Linked DNA regions of Muntiacus reevesi: regions 2 and 3 are each linked to region 1. The links are chromatin contacts, called in public Hi-C maps. All regions are on one chromosome and are shown on one strand. The core of a region is the stretch at or near the end of the contact, and the rest is flanking DNA. Distances in the headings are between cores, read along the strand shown. Region 1 holds the start of DDX10 (DEAD-box helicase 10). Region 2 holds the start of ACAT1 (acetyl-CoA acetyltransferase 1). Region 3 holds the start of CUL5 (cullin 5).

Evidence for each region. A called contact is a pair of places that touch in the nucleus more often than the background predicts.
Region 2: a contact with region 1 is called in a Hi-C map of muscle, with 4 times the contacts expected there. The contact joins the promoter of ACAT1 here to the promoter of DDX10 in region 1. A contact is called at or near these places in 2 of 3 Hi-C or Micro-C datasets (blood and muscle).
Region 3: a Hi-C map of blood shows a contact between it and region 1, with 7 times the contacts expected there. The contact joins the promoter of CUL5 here to the promoter of DDX10 in region 1. A contact is called at or near these places in 2 of 3 Hi-C or Micro-C datasets (blood and muscle).

What each region holds. Positions count from the first base shown.
Region 1 is chr9:72,957,142-72,961,487 of mMunRee1.1, reverse strand. It overlaps DDX10 (DEAD-box helicase 10), which reads left to right and starts at 2,659. Exons shown (of 18, transcript XM_065946144.1): 1 at 2,659-2,950. The coding sequence starts at 2,765.
Region 2 is chr9:73,519,874-73,524,615 of mMunRee1.1, reverse strand. ACAT1 (acetyl-CoA acetyltransferase 1) reads left to right here and starts at 1,308. Exons shown (of 12, transcript XM_065944270.1): 1 at 1,308-1,450. The coding sequence starts at 1,379.
Region 3 is chr9:73,665,422-73,670,171 of mMunRee1.1, reverse strand. It overlaps CUL5 (cullin 5), which reads left to right and starts at 1,752. Exons shown (of 19, transcript XM_065943898.1): 1 at 1,752-2,185. The coding sequence starts at 2,162.

The DNA of each region.
Region 1 (4,346 bases), core at 1,410-3,909:
TGTGTTCTGGCTAATTAGGCAGATATGTTTTTGTTGTTGAAAATGTCAGAGAGGTTTCATACACTCTGGCTCTCTGGGATTAAGGTGGTTGCAGGTTGACTCTGCCAAGTTTTAGAGGATATGATTTAAAGAAGATGGAACCAACTTAAGATGCAATTTCTGAAATTCCAAAGACGTATTGTGTCCTTAGAATGACTTCAGACTGATGATGTTGATAAGACACAAAGAAACAGAGGGATTTCTTTTTCTGAATAAACATATGCTTTGTTGATTTCCTTTTTAGTAAAAAGTTGACATATAATTGAATTGATTTACCATAAATTGTTTGCTATTTTTACATGATAAGAGGACTTAGATGGAATCATCTTTTAGATTCCTAGACCAAGTTATTCAGCTGTTGTGGGACTCTCTTGAAATTAAACAATATTTAATTTCAGTAACAATGTAAAGAAGCAGTTATATTATAGACAGTAGAAAAACTTAAACAAAGAACTACTATTAAAGAGACTCTGTGCCTGGAAAAAAATCAACTGGTAGCAGTTAACTCTGAAACATATTTTAGTAAAACTATCAAGTTTTTAAAATTGAAGTATCATTGATGTACAATATTATATAAATTAAAGGTGTACAATATAACAAGTCACAATTTTAAAGGTTATACTCCATTTATAGTTATTATAGAATATTGGCTATATTTCCTATATTGTACTTGTGGCTTATTTTAAGCCTAAATGGTTGGTACCTCTTAATCACCTACCCCTATTTTGCCCCTCCTCAATTCCTTCTCCCAACTGGTAACCACTGGTTTGTTCTCTATATCTGTGAGCCTCCTTCTTTTTTGTTTTATTCACTAGTTTGTTGTGCTTTTTAGAGTCCACATATAAGTTATGTCATACAATAGTTGTCTTTCTCTCTCTGATTATTTCACTTGGCTTAATGTGCTCCAAGTCCATCCATGTTGCTGCAAATGGCAAAATTTCATTCTTTCTTTATGGGTGAGTAATATTCCATTGGATATGGATGGGATATACATTGTATATGTATATTCCATCATATACACATATGTGTGTATGTATATATATGTATATGTATATATGTACACTACCACTTGTTTATTCACTCATCTCTTGACAGATATTTAGGTTGCTGCCATATCTTGACAACTGTGAATGATGCTGCTATGAACATTGGGGTGCATGTATCTTTTTGAACTAATGTTTTTTCTTTTTTCCAGATACATACCCAGAAGTGGAATTGCTGGGTCCTATGATAGTTCCATTTTTAGTTTTTAGAGAAACTTCCATAATGTTTCCCAGCTGCACCAATTTACATTCCCATCAACACTGTATGAGGGTTCCCTTTTTCTTACATTCTTGCCAACATTTGTTATTTGTTAAACCTCAGATTTGTTTAAAAAAAGGAGGGGGGAAATCCTCTGATTCTGCAGTCAAAATAAGATCCCCAAAGTACATATTTTATAACAATAATTTAGCAATTAGATGATTATGTAACAGTATATGTTTCCTTGTTCTCATAAAATGTCATTAGGCAAAAACAGTCAATGTTGAAATTTAGCAGTTATTTGGGGTATATATTCTCTCAAACTTTTACACATTTGAGATAGAATACAAAGCTCTTAAGCTTTTTATTGCAATGAAGACCCAACACAGCCAAATAAATACATATTAAAGAATAAAAACAAAAAGCAGCACAGATGGAAGTTTTGGAAACTTTTTTAAAAATAGAAACTTCCTAAAACAGTGAAAACTTACTAGATTCTGTTTATTGTATCTTGAAGGAATTTGTTCTTATTAAAAACTATCAATGAATGAAAAAAATGCAAACGGGTGCAAAGATTGGTATTTATCACGTTTCAAGAAATGATAAAGAGAATGAAAATGTATGTCAGCAAAATGTTAAACATTCAAAATTGAAGTTGGATTTCAAAGGCATACATGCAACTATTAGTGCTATGGAATAAAGACAATGTGCGTGCTCGCTCGTTCAGTCGTGTCGGACTCTGCGACCCCAGGGACTGTAGCCCGCCAAGCTCCTCTGCCTATGGGATTTTTCAGGCAAGAATTCTGGAGTGGGCTGCCTTTTCTACTCCAGGGGACCTTTCCGACCCAGGGAATGAACTTGCATCTCCTAGGTTTATTCTTTACCACTGAGCCATCTGGGAATCCCCATTGACTCTGTACTTAGAGGGTAAAATATTTAAAAACAACAATAATTAACACAACAGCAAATCATTCCACTCCTTGGGCTGAAACGTGCAAAACGAGGATCACAATTCTAATTCACCGATTTTGTGTGTGTGTATACTGGGGGTTGGGCGGTGCGTGTCAGCCTGCGGTTTGCCAAGGAAAAGACAGGGCAAAGTAACAGGCTTTTAAATGTTAAGTTATATGACGTCACCATAGTAACAGCAAGCTGGGCTCGTGCGCCTATTTAAAGCGACGGCGTGCTTTAGGAGCCACTCAGCCCCGCCCTCTTCCTCAGATTGCCCCGCCTCCACTTCCACCCGAGACTGATTCGCTCCGCCCCGCGAATTCCAAGTCGCCAATCACCATCCAGTTTTCCCTGGTCGTGGACCGCGCGTGCCCCGGTTTTAAAAGCCCGGGGGCGGGCTCCTGGTTTCGCGCCTGCGTAGTCGTCCTCTCTCCCCACGCTGGTTCCGCGTCCTCTCAGTGCGTTATCTCCGCGCTTGGCCAGAGGGGTCTCGAGTCTCACCGAGGTGTGGGTTGTCGCCACCGCCGCCGCGATGGGAAAAACAGCGGACCCTCGGGCTACGGGAGCCCGGCCCGACCCGGTGCGGAGCTTCAATCGTTGGAAGAAGAAACACAGCCACAAGCAGAGCCAAAAGAAGCAGATGAGGAAACAGCAGAAGAAACCCGAGTGGCAGGTCGAGCGCGAGGTTATCAGCCGCCTCATGGAGAATTACGAGAAGGTAAGGCCGGCGCCGGGGAGGGGGCGCGGGGCCGCGTGTCCCTGCCGCACTGGGCCGCACGGGCGAGCGGGCCGACCGGGCACTGGGACCTTGCCTGGGGAGCAGGAGAAGGGGGTGGGATGAGAGGTGCCCCCGGGGACCCTGTTGAGGCCACAGGTGGTCTTCTGGGTGCCAAGCCCAGGCCTCCTGACCGACCAGGCCGCCCTCTGGCTCACTACAGCGGTTTTATGAAATGGGGAAAATGTAGTAGTGCTTAAACATAGGGAGATTAATTGCTGTAATAGTAATCAGTTCAGTTCAGTCACTCAGTCGTGTCCGACTCTTTGCGACCCCAGGGACTACTGCAGCACGCTAGGCCTCCCTGTCCATCACCAACTCCCAGAGTTTATTCAAACTCATGGCCGTTGAGTCGGTGATGCCATCCAACCATCTCATGCTCTGTCGTCCCCTTCTCTTCCTGCCTTCAGTCTTTCCCAGCATCAGGGTCTTTTCAGATGAGTCAGTTCTTCGCATCAGGTGGCCAAAGTATTGGAGTTTCAGCTTCAACATCAGTCCTTCCAATGAATATTCAGGATTGATTTCCTTTAGGATGGACTGGTTGGGTCTCCTCGCAGTCCAAGGGACTCTGAAGAATCTTCTCCAACCCCACAGTTCAAAAGCATCAATTCTTCGTGCTCAACTTTCTTTATAGTCCAACTCTCACATCCATACATGACTACTGGAAAAACCATAGCTTTGACTGGACGGACCTTTGTTGGTAAAGTAATGTCTCTGCTTTTTAACATACTGTCTAGGGTGGTCATGACTTTCCTTCCAAGGAGTAAGCGTCTTTTAATTTCATGACTGCAGTCACCATCTGCAGTGGTTTTGCAATGTTCATAAAAATAATACAACCTAATGGTATATAATGACACATTGTAAGCCACTCACCATGTGGTTTACATTAATTATTTGACTTGATCTGAGGTATTGGGTCTTATTTCCCTTTTACAGATGAGAACCTTGAGGATCCAGGAGAATAAGAAACTTGTCTTTAGCTCTCACATGTAGTAAGTGGTGTGGCATTGGAACCCAGACTCATGTTTCTCTGATTCCAAAGCCTTTGCTTTTAACCATTATGCTAGAATTGTGTCTCTGAATGTCGCCCATCCTTCCTACACTTATTTCATTTTCTCAACTGAAGGACAACAACTTGTTTCATGTCCCCATCCGAGAATTGCCGTAGAAAAGCTGGATTCCTGGTCTGTTTCTGATACTTCACCATCCTCCAATGTAGTTGATGTTCCCAGATGAGCATCCCTGTAGTTATCATTTTGACTTCTTGACTTCTCTTACCTGCTCAGGCTCCTTGGGGCTGCCACTACCCTTTCTTTTCCTTCCCCATAAATTCTATGTC
Region 2 (4,742 bases), core at 59-2,558, 560 kb before region 1:
ATCAAAGGGGCAGTGAGGGTTGTGCTCCTCTGCTGGTTTCCCTGGTAACCAATGAGCCATCCTGATATCAATTTCCTCTGTAACAATTCCCTCTTCTGACAGGGAAGACTCATGCCACGGCCAGCCTGCCATCTGCCACCCATTAGAGTATGTCTCTGTAGAACCCTCTTGCTTCTGGTGTAAGATCCCCTATCCAATAAACCATTGATGTCTCTTGCTAACTCTGTGTTCCTTGCATCTTGAGGCTGAGCAATCAAAAGGCTTGCAGCCCTGCCCGGTGCAGGTCAACCTTATCTTTAAATGTGACCAACTTTGAAAACTACAATCTCCCACTTGTTACAAAACATAGTTAAGGGTGGGGATTTTACTTTAGGAAAAATATGGGTTTGCCTTGGGGTAAGTAAAGTCCTCTTGTCACTCCTGTCTTCTGTGTAAAATAAATAATAGAGAATTCATTGGTCTGCCAATGGTTAGGACTCTGCACTTTCACTACGAAAGGTCTGACTGGCTTCAATTCCTGGTTGGTGAACAAAGATCCCACAAGAGGCACAGACCACACAGACCCCCGCCCCGAAAAAACCCCAGACAACAACAACAACAACAAAACAAAAGAAATAGAAAAAAAATTTAATAAAGAAAAATAATGTTACAAAGTTTTGCTTTCTCCAGCTGAAGATCCAAAATTAAGCAATGGGTTCCCCAAATGTCAGAATAATCATAGTTAACACTATTATCATTCTCCGGAAATATGTATAAGAAAGCAACATCACGTAATGATTCCAGTCCAGACGCCAGTTCTACCACTTTCCACGCAATCATGGACAAAAAAAATTAACTTCTTTGTATCTCAGCTATCCCATTAGTTAAAGAGTAGATAATAACATGTAGTTTATGGAGTTTTCATGAAGGTTAATATAATCTTGCTAATTGTTCAAAGTTAGTCATTCATGTTTTCTATTCCTCTTCGTCCTCCTACTAAGAAGCAATTGAAAAATTATAAGTGAAAAGCTAAACTGGATTGCTTAAAAATATTTTCATAAATTTCCTTTGAGCTTTGCGTGTATAAGTGAGAAAACCAGGCCCAGGTTACACATCAACCACTGGCCTCAGATAGTCAGAGTGGCGGGGAAGCGAGCCAGCGCCACTTCACGAGGCTTCTGCACTAGCTTCTCCGGCCGAGGGCCGCTTGGCGGCTCCGGCGCCAGGCCCCGCCCGACCCCTCCTCCGCTGCCGGCCAATGGCCGCCGGCCGTCGCGGTCCGAGGCTGCTATTGGAAGAGGCGGCGCGGTGGGAGGAGCTGAGTCGGGGCCCCGCCGCGCCGCGCCGCGCCGCGCCGCGCCGCCCCGCACTTCTAAGCCAGAGAGAGAAGTCGGAGATCATGCCTGTGTTAGCGGCCCTTCTGCGGCGCGGCGCGCGCGGGCGCGGCCCCCTGCTTCAGAGGCGGGTACAGGTGAGAGGGTTTGGGACTCGCCTCGCGAGGCCTTGGCCGCGGCCGCGCGGCCGGAAGGAGCCCTCAGTGCGGGCCTTGGGAAGACCCCCGCCCCGCGCCCAGACACGCAGGCTCCTACGCAGCGTTTCCGGTCGCCGCGGCCCTGTCGGCGTATAGCCGCCGCTTTCTAGTGTCAAAGCGGGCAGGTGTTTTGACGCGCAGAAAGGCCCGGGGCCTGGTTTCGACCTTGCCCCACGGGTAGGGAAGTCCTGTAAAACTGCTTCCCAGCTTTTCTTCGAAACACATTTGTGAACGTTACAGTCAGGAGGTTTTAATTTCATGCCGTAGGTAATCATTTTGGGCTTACAGAGTGATGATAAATCGATGTGCCAACTCGGAGCAACTTCAGACCTATTAGGGAAAATAAGTGGCTCCTCGGTTTCTTGATGCGTGGCGCTTACGTACCAAGGGCATCCAGAGCCTTGTTTGTGTTGTGAACACAGGAGCGACAGCCTTGGAAGAATCTACTATTTTCCATCCATCAGAGCGAGCTAGCTTGCACAACAGCTTTAGGGTCTGGCAAAAGCCAAGGTCGAGAGTTTCAGGGTGTGGTGGTGAGGCGTGACTTTTCTAGTTTGGGTGGAGCAATAAAATTTGAAATCTAGTTCTATTGTTAAGAGTTTAAATTTGACTTAAGTCATTGAGGACCGTTTATATTTTTGTTATTGTCATAATTAGAGGTCTAGGACGGTTGAAGTCGGGGGGAAATATCTTGCATTATGCAAGAGATTGTGAAGGAATAAATGTAGAACTTGTCAAATGCAGAGTGAGGATGGAGAACCAAGGGAAAAGGAAAAGTCTAAAATTAATCCTGGGGGACTGAGATAATAAAAGTCAGGAGGAGTGGTTTTCCAGGAATCATGAGTTCTTCGTGTATTTTTTAGTTTGTGGTAAATCACAAAAATGTGACCAGGACATCCTGAATTTCAAACCAGAGTTTACTAGGTAATTAGGTGAAAACTAGATACTTAAGTTTGTAAAAAACAAAACATAACGAAGTGCAGAACCCTCTTAATTTAGTTTAATTAACAGCTCAAAATCAAACACAAATGTTGCTGATGAGAAAAATGAAGCTGTAGATTATATAGCGTGTGATTTGTGGTGTTCGTTTGTTACTTAAATTAAGTGGTCATTTACTGAAGCATGGAGATACAGTTTGTTTTAACAGGATTTTCAGTGTTCCGTGCCCCTTTGTGGAATGAAACGTAATCTCTAGCCTATTAAACTGGCTTTTTCTCGTTTGCCTTCAGAAACACACAGGTCTCCCTTAATCAGCAACAAACTTATGGCCTTAATCAGAGCTTTTTGCTTTTCAACTGGAGTTGCTTTTTTCATATGGTCAAAAGAGTAGTCCTTGTCACCCTTGTTTACATCCATTTCTCTTGAAACCTCTGCAGTTAGATTTCTATTCTACTCAACTGAAGGCTACCAGTCCTTTTCATTTCCTGTGTTTCTTCTTCTTGACCTTTCTTTATGCTGTGTTTGATGATGTTGATGGGGCTTCCCTGGTAGTTCAGTCCATAAAGAATCTGCCTGCAGTGCAGGAGATGTGTTGAATCCCTGGGTCAGGAAGATCCCCTGGAGAAGGAAATGGCAACCTACTCAAGTATTCTTGACACTGTTGATTATTCCCTCCTTTAAACTCCTGTCTTGCTGTTTTGAAACAAGTTAATTTTCTTTTCTTTTTTTTGTAACTTTAAGCCTTTTATTTTGTATTGAGGTATAGCCAGTTAACAATGTTGTGGTAGTTTCAGGTGAAGAGCAAAGGAACTCAACATTGCATATAGGTGTATCCATTCTCCCCCAAAGCCCACTCTATCCAGGCTGGCACATAACGTTGAGCAGAGTTTCATGTACTACAAAATATGTCTTTGTTGGTTATCCATTTTAAATACAGCAGCATGTACATGACCTTCCCAAAGTCCCTATCTATCTTCTCCCACCCTCCCCTCTGCAACTGTAAGTTCATTTGCTAAGTCTCTTGAGTCTCTTTCTGTTTTGTAAGTAAGTTCATTTGTATAGTTTATTTTTGGATTCCATGTATAAGGGATGTCATATGATATTTCTCCGCCTCTGTCTGACTTACTTTTAGGTCTATCCATGTTGCTGCAAATGGCATTATTTCATTCTTTTTAATGGCTGAGTAATATTCCATTGTACCACAATGTACATTGTACATATGTACAGTGATATATGTACCACATATATGTATATGTGTACCACATCATCTTTATTCATTCCTTTATTGACAGACATTTAGTTTTCTTCCATGTCTTTACTGTTGTAAACAGTGCTTCAGTGAACATTGGAGTACGTGTATCCTTTTGGATCATGTTTTTCTCCAGATATATGCCCAGGAGTGGAATCGGAGGGGCATATGGTAGTTCTAGCTTTAGTTGTTTAAGGAACCTCCATACTATTCTCCATAGTGGCTGTACCAATTTACATTCCCACCAATAATGGAAGGAGGGGTCCCTTCTCTCCATAACCTTTCCAACATTTGTTTTTTGTGGATGTTTTGATGATAGCCATTTTGACTGGTGTGAAGTGATATCTCATTGTAGTACTGATTTGCATTTCTCTAATAACTAGCAACGTGAAACATCTTTTCATGTGCCTATTGGCCATCTTTATATCCTCTTTGGAGAAATGTTTATTCAGGTTGTATCCCATTTTTTGAGTGGGTTGTGTTTTTGAAGCTTTTAAGCGTCCTAGGCTGTTTGTAAATTTTGGAGACTAATCCCTTAAAGGTCACATCACTTGCTCATGTTTTCTCCCAGTCTGTGGGTTGTATGTTCATTTTGTTTATTGTTTCCTTTGCTGTGCAAAAGCTTTTGAGTTTAAGTAGGTCCCATTTGTTTATTTTTGTTTTTTTCCCCATTTTATGGGAGATGGATCAAAAAAGATGTTGCTGTGAATTATGTCAGACAGTGTTCTGCCTATGTTTTCCTCTAGGGGTTTTATAGTGTAAAACTATACACTCACATTTAGCTCTTCAATCCATTTTGAGCTTATTTTTGTGTATGGAGTTAAGGAATGATCTAATTTCACATTTAGCTCTTCAATCCATTTTGAGCTTATTTTTGTGTATGGAGTTAAGGAATGATCTAATTTCATTTTTTTACATGTGACTGTCCAGTTTTCCCAACATCATTTGTTGAAGAGATTCTTTCCAACATTGTGTAGAATTGTCTTTGTCATAGGTAAATTGATCACAGGTGCATGGGCTTATTTCTGGGTTTTTTATCCTGTT
Region 3 (4,750 bases), core at 503-3,002, 710 kb before region 1:
TAACAGTGGAGATGCCAGAGCAAGCAAGTTTGGAGAAAGGAATGTCTTGTTAGGCAGTGGGATATATGAAACTGAAAATTCAGAAGTAGTCACAAGATTCAGAGTGTGATCATAGGAATAGTACAGGATAGTAGTCCCTTCCAAACCACATGCTCGGAACAACACATTGTATTTTACCTTTGCGGTATTTATCACAACTCCATTTCAGCAACATTTGATTCATGTAACTATGCTTAATATCTAGCTCCCTTATTAGACTATAAGCTCCAAGAGGACAGAGGTCTTATCTGTCTCATTAATCCTAGATTTCCAGTGCTTAGTACATAACAAGACACTTGAACAGGCATTAGATACTTAACTACTTAATAATGAATTCTTTAAGAAGGGTCATTAATTTATGAACATATTCAACTGCTCTATTACAGTATGTTGCCTAACTTTTTAATGGTACATAGTTATAAATTAATCAACTTACACTTTGCAAATAAAGCAGTAGAGTTGAACTAGGGTTGAAGACAACCCAGGGTCACTGGGAAAGGGATCCATAATTATACAAAGTTTATTCTGGACCAGACTTTTCGTCTGACCCAGTTGTGACCCTGACCAGAAAGAAGTTTCCATTTTCTCACCTGTAGAACAAAGATGACCTCTGAGTCATCTCCATGTTGACAGGACATTACAGGCCTAGTGGCTCTGAATCCTTGTTCTACCATGTAGTCATTGTTTAATCATGCCTAGATCACTAATAAATCACTGTAAAATGTAGGCCATCTAGGTGGCATGATTGTGTCGATCTAACAAGATAATACAAAAGCTTTCTAAATTACTCTTCTCATTGGATTCACTAGAGTAGTCAGACCAATCACGTTTAAACGGGAGTCTGATCATACCACTCCTCTGTTCAAAAACCTGCAATGATTGCCCATCTCACTGAGAATAAGAGCCAGTCTTGGCTGTGGTGTACAAGGCCCAATAAGGCCTTCTATTCTTCTTACTCTCTCTCCGCTCTAAACACACTAACCTTCTAACTGTCCCTCTGAAACTCTGGGCAACGTGCCACCTGTGCTCCCCCCTATAGGGAATGCGCTCCTCCCAAATATGTCCTGGCATTCTCCCTCACCGCTTTCAAGTCTTTTCGCTCAAATGCCATCTTCTCAGTGAGACCTACTTGGATCCCTCTGTTTAAAACCGCAAACTGCATCCCTCTTCTCTGCTTTATTTTGCTCTATAGCTCTAACTTCTCACATATTATGTATGAATGAACAGTTCGGAAACGTGTAGAATACAATACTAGGTATATTGTAGGTTCTACATATAAATTATATTCCCTTTATTTGGCCAGTGGTTTGAGGTCTGAAGGGATAACGCTTAGGGGTCTTAGGGTATAGGATGTTCTGTTATACCTGATCAAGCTCTTACAGGTTATTTCAGTGCCAGGCCATCTTGAGTAGAAATATTAATAGTTAACACGTTCGTGCATGGATTCATTGATTCATGCAAACAAATATTTCTTGGGTCCCTTAATGCGCCAGGTCTTGAAGACAGTTATTACAAGCATTTCATTCCGGATAATGTCTTTTCCGTAACCTCCCCCCAGCACACGGCGGCGGAGGGAGGAAGACATATACTCCTGCCAGCAGAGGGCGTGCCCCCGCCCTCGCGGCGGGATCTCGGCCCACGAAGCTTTCAGGCTCCCACGCTCGCTCCCGAGCGCGGCCCCGCCCGCCGCGTCACGTGACGCGGCCGCCGAACCAGAGCGGCCGGTCCCAAACCGAGCTAAATTCGTTGCCAGTGGTCTCTGCGGGTGCCACCACAGAGGCTCATCTGAAGGAGTGGGGAGGCTCGTGGAGCCGATGCTTCCTCTTCCGATTTCAGGTCGGCTCCTGTTCCCTCTCACCTTTCGCCGCTGCCGTCTCCCTGAGTGTTTGCATGAGCTCTCTAGTAAGGAGAGGCCCCGGTGACCATGTAGGGAGGGAAGAGCGAGGAAGCTCCGGGAGTGAGGGACGAGGTCAGCGCTGTGTGCACGCCGGCGCCCACCACATCCACAGTGCCCGCCCGGGGGCCCCTCGGCCCAGGTGGGAAACTCGGGCCTGCAGTAGTGGCCTGGCACCGAGCGCCACGAAATCTCGCGCGGTCTCGCGAGAGTCTAAGTTGAAGGAACATGGCGACGTCTAATCTGTTAAAGGTAAGACCCTTAGTCCGGCTTGGATTTCTGCTCCGCGAGCGGTGGGTTCAGCTCTTGGGGAATGACTCGGTTCTGGTTTAGCGGCGAAATGGGGGTGTGTTCAGGGGTTGTCTACCGGAAGAGAAACCGGGGAGGCAGCCGCCGAGGAGCGGAACGCGGTTCTCCGGCCTTGGGGTCGAGAGGCCCTGGTTGTCCCTGCTGCCGGTTGCCCGGTGTATGAAAGGCCCGGGCGAGGGCTGACGGCGGACAGTGGTCTCAAAGGGCCAGCGCTGGCCCGGGACCCCAGAAGAAAGGTGGTGGCACGTCCTGACGGATCGGGCAGTTAGTGTCCTTAGGGTCTCAGATTCTTCTGAAGCGCGAGTCTTGAGACGCAGATAAGAAAATCCCAGAAAATGTTGCTAACAGGTTTTAGCGACCGGACCCCCACCTCCTCAGTTTCTCTTCTATCTGCGCGGAATTCCAAGTAAGACGGCAGCGCCTGCCGCCCCACTCCCTCCCTTAACTGCTTACTACACCTTCCCTTCTGTTCTTCCTTTCTTGAGTTCGTATTTTTACCCTTTTTTAACTTAGGAAACTGTTCCTCAATCAACCCCATTACAGCACACAACCAGATGACGACAGTGGAAGCACTGCTGTTGTTTTAGGGCTTAGGAAAGTTGCCTTATCAAAGAAAACCGTTAAAGTTAGTTTTATGTATTTGGGATAGCAAGGGGGATCTAGGCCCAGAGAGGCAGATTCTCTGCCATGAGTTACAAAGTTTAGAGGAGAAGGAGGAAGACCTGCACTAGTTTCCTCTATGGTATGTTTGTAGTAGGCAATACTTTATACCTTAAAAGTATTTCTGAAATGGGGGTAGTATATGAACTACTTCTCCCTCAAAAACCCTGTCAATTAAGCCTTCAGACAGTGTTGACAGAGAATAGAAAATATGTTAAAACTTAACTGTAACCTCTTGTCTTCTTTAGACTACTAATACTAACTGTATTAGTCCCTCTAATTTTACTAATTTTAGAGGTAGAATGTCGTCTTTTAGAGAAGGGAATGGCAACCCACTTCAGTGTTCTTGCCTGGAGAATTCCATGGATAGAGGACCCTGGTGGGCTACAGTCCACAGGGTCGCAAAGAGTGACACGACTGAGCAACTAACACACACATATTAACCGCCCCCCCCTCCCCCCGCAACCCCGCGTCTTCTTTTAAAAGAGGGAGGGACCCAGAACTAGACCGAATTTCTGCTACTTAGCTTTTCTGCTCCATGACTTTGGGCAAGTTTCTAAATCTCTCCGTTCCTGAGTTTCCTCATCAATATAATGAAATCATCAATAGCACTTATTTCATAGGAGCTTTGTGAAGATTGAGTTGGTATATATATAATCTTAAAACAGCGACTGGGTCTTAACTGGTATGCAATACACATTAATTACTACAGTTACTACTGATGTTTCTCTAAGGAAACAAGTTCATGGAAGTTGAGTAATTCACTTCTTTTATATCAGTATAGCAAAGTTCTAATATATTAATTCAGAAAAAAAACTTCAACTTGCAAAGACTCCTGTTAATGTATCCATGCATTTACATAACCAATAGTGTATGTTATTAATTGAAATGTGTTTAAAATAATTGTGAATTTTTGACTAATTGATAACGTGGATATAAAGCAAAGTCTTTTTTCCTCCCAGATTTGTGTCTCAGGAAAGAGTGAGTCACTTTATTCTACTCCATACAAAGCCTTACAAAGCTTTGTTTGAAGGAGATATAAGTCTGAAGCTCCTTCATTCAATACTCATAAGTCGTTACCTTGTAGAGATTATGAATCTATATGTATAGCACACACCCACCTATAAAATGAAAAAGATACCTGAATGGATAGAAATGGGTGTTTAAGATGTAGGTTAAAAAGATCGTAATTCGAGCAGTTCTGTAACTCAAATAACTTTTATAAATAAAAGAAAAGTGATAATGTTTGACAAAACTGGTAAAAGTCACAGTCTCTAGTGAATATGAAAAGATGACAGATACACTGGAAATTTTTCAATAAAATTATTTAGTGAAATGTTGAAAAGGGGGAAAAAGAATTTCTCAATGTTTTATGTAGTATAATTTTAAATACATACAACTAACAAAATGGATATTATAAGTAGACATTTGATTCTTTTATCTGTATCACCAAAAGTTTCCTTATTCACATTGGTCAGAAAACTTTTTTTTCCTTTTTTTCTCTCCTCATTGAAGTGTGTGTGTGTGGGGGGGCAGGCGGGGATTGTCTTATATTTATGCCTTTAGAAGTGGTTAATGAAAAAGTAGGAAGTTTGTCTTGGAGAAATGGCAGGGAGACCCTTACCAGAATTTATAGGGTCATTTGAATTAAAGTCTGGAGAAGGTTGAAGGGAAGGGATGGACTGGAAGTTTGGGATTAGCAGATGTAAACTACTATATATATATAGAAAATAGAACGGATAAACAACAAGGTGCTACTTACTATATAGCACAAAGAACTATATTTAATATCCTGTGATAAACCACAGTGGAAAAGAACATTGAACAGATTGTATGTATGTATGTTTG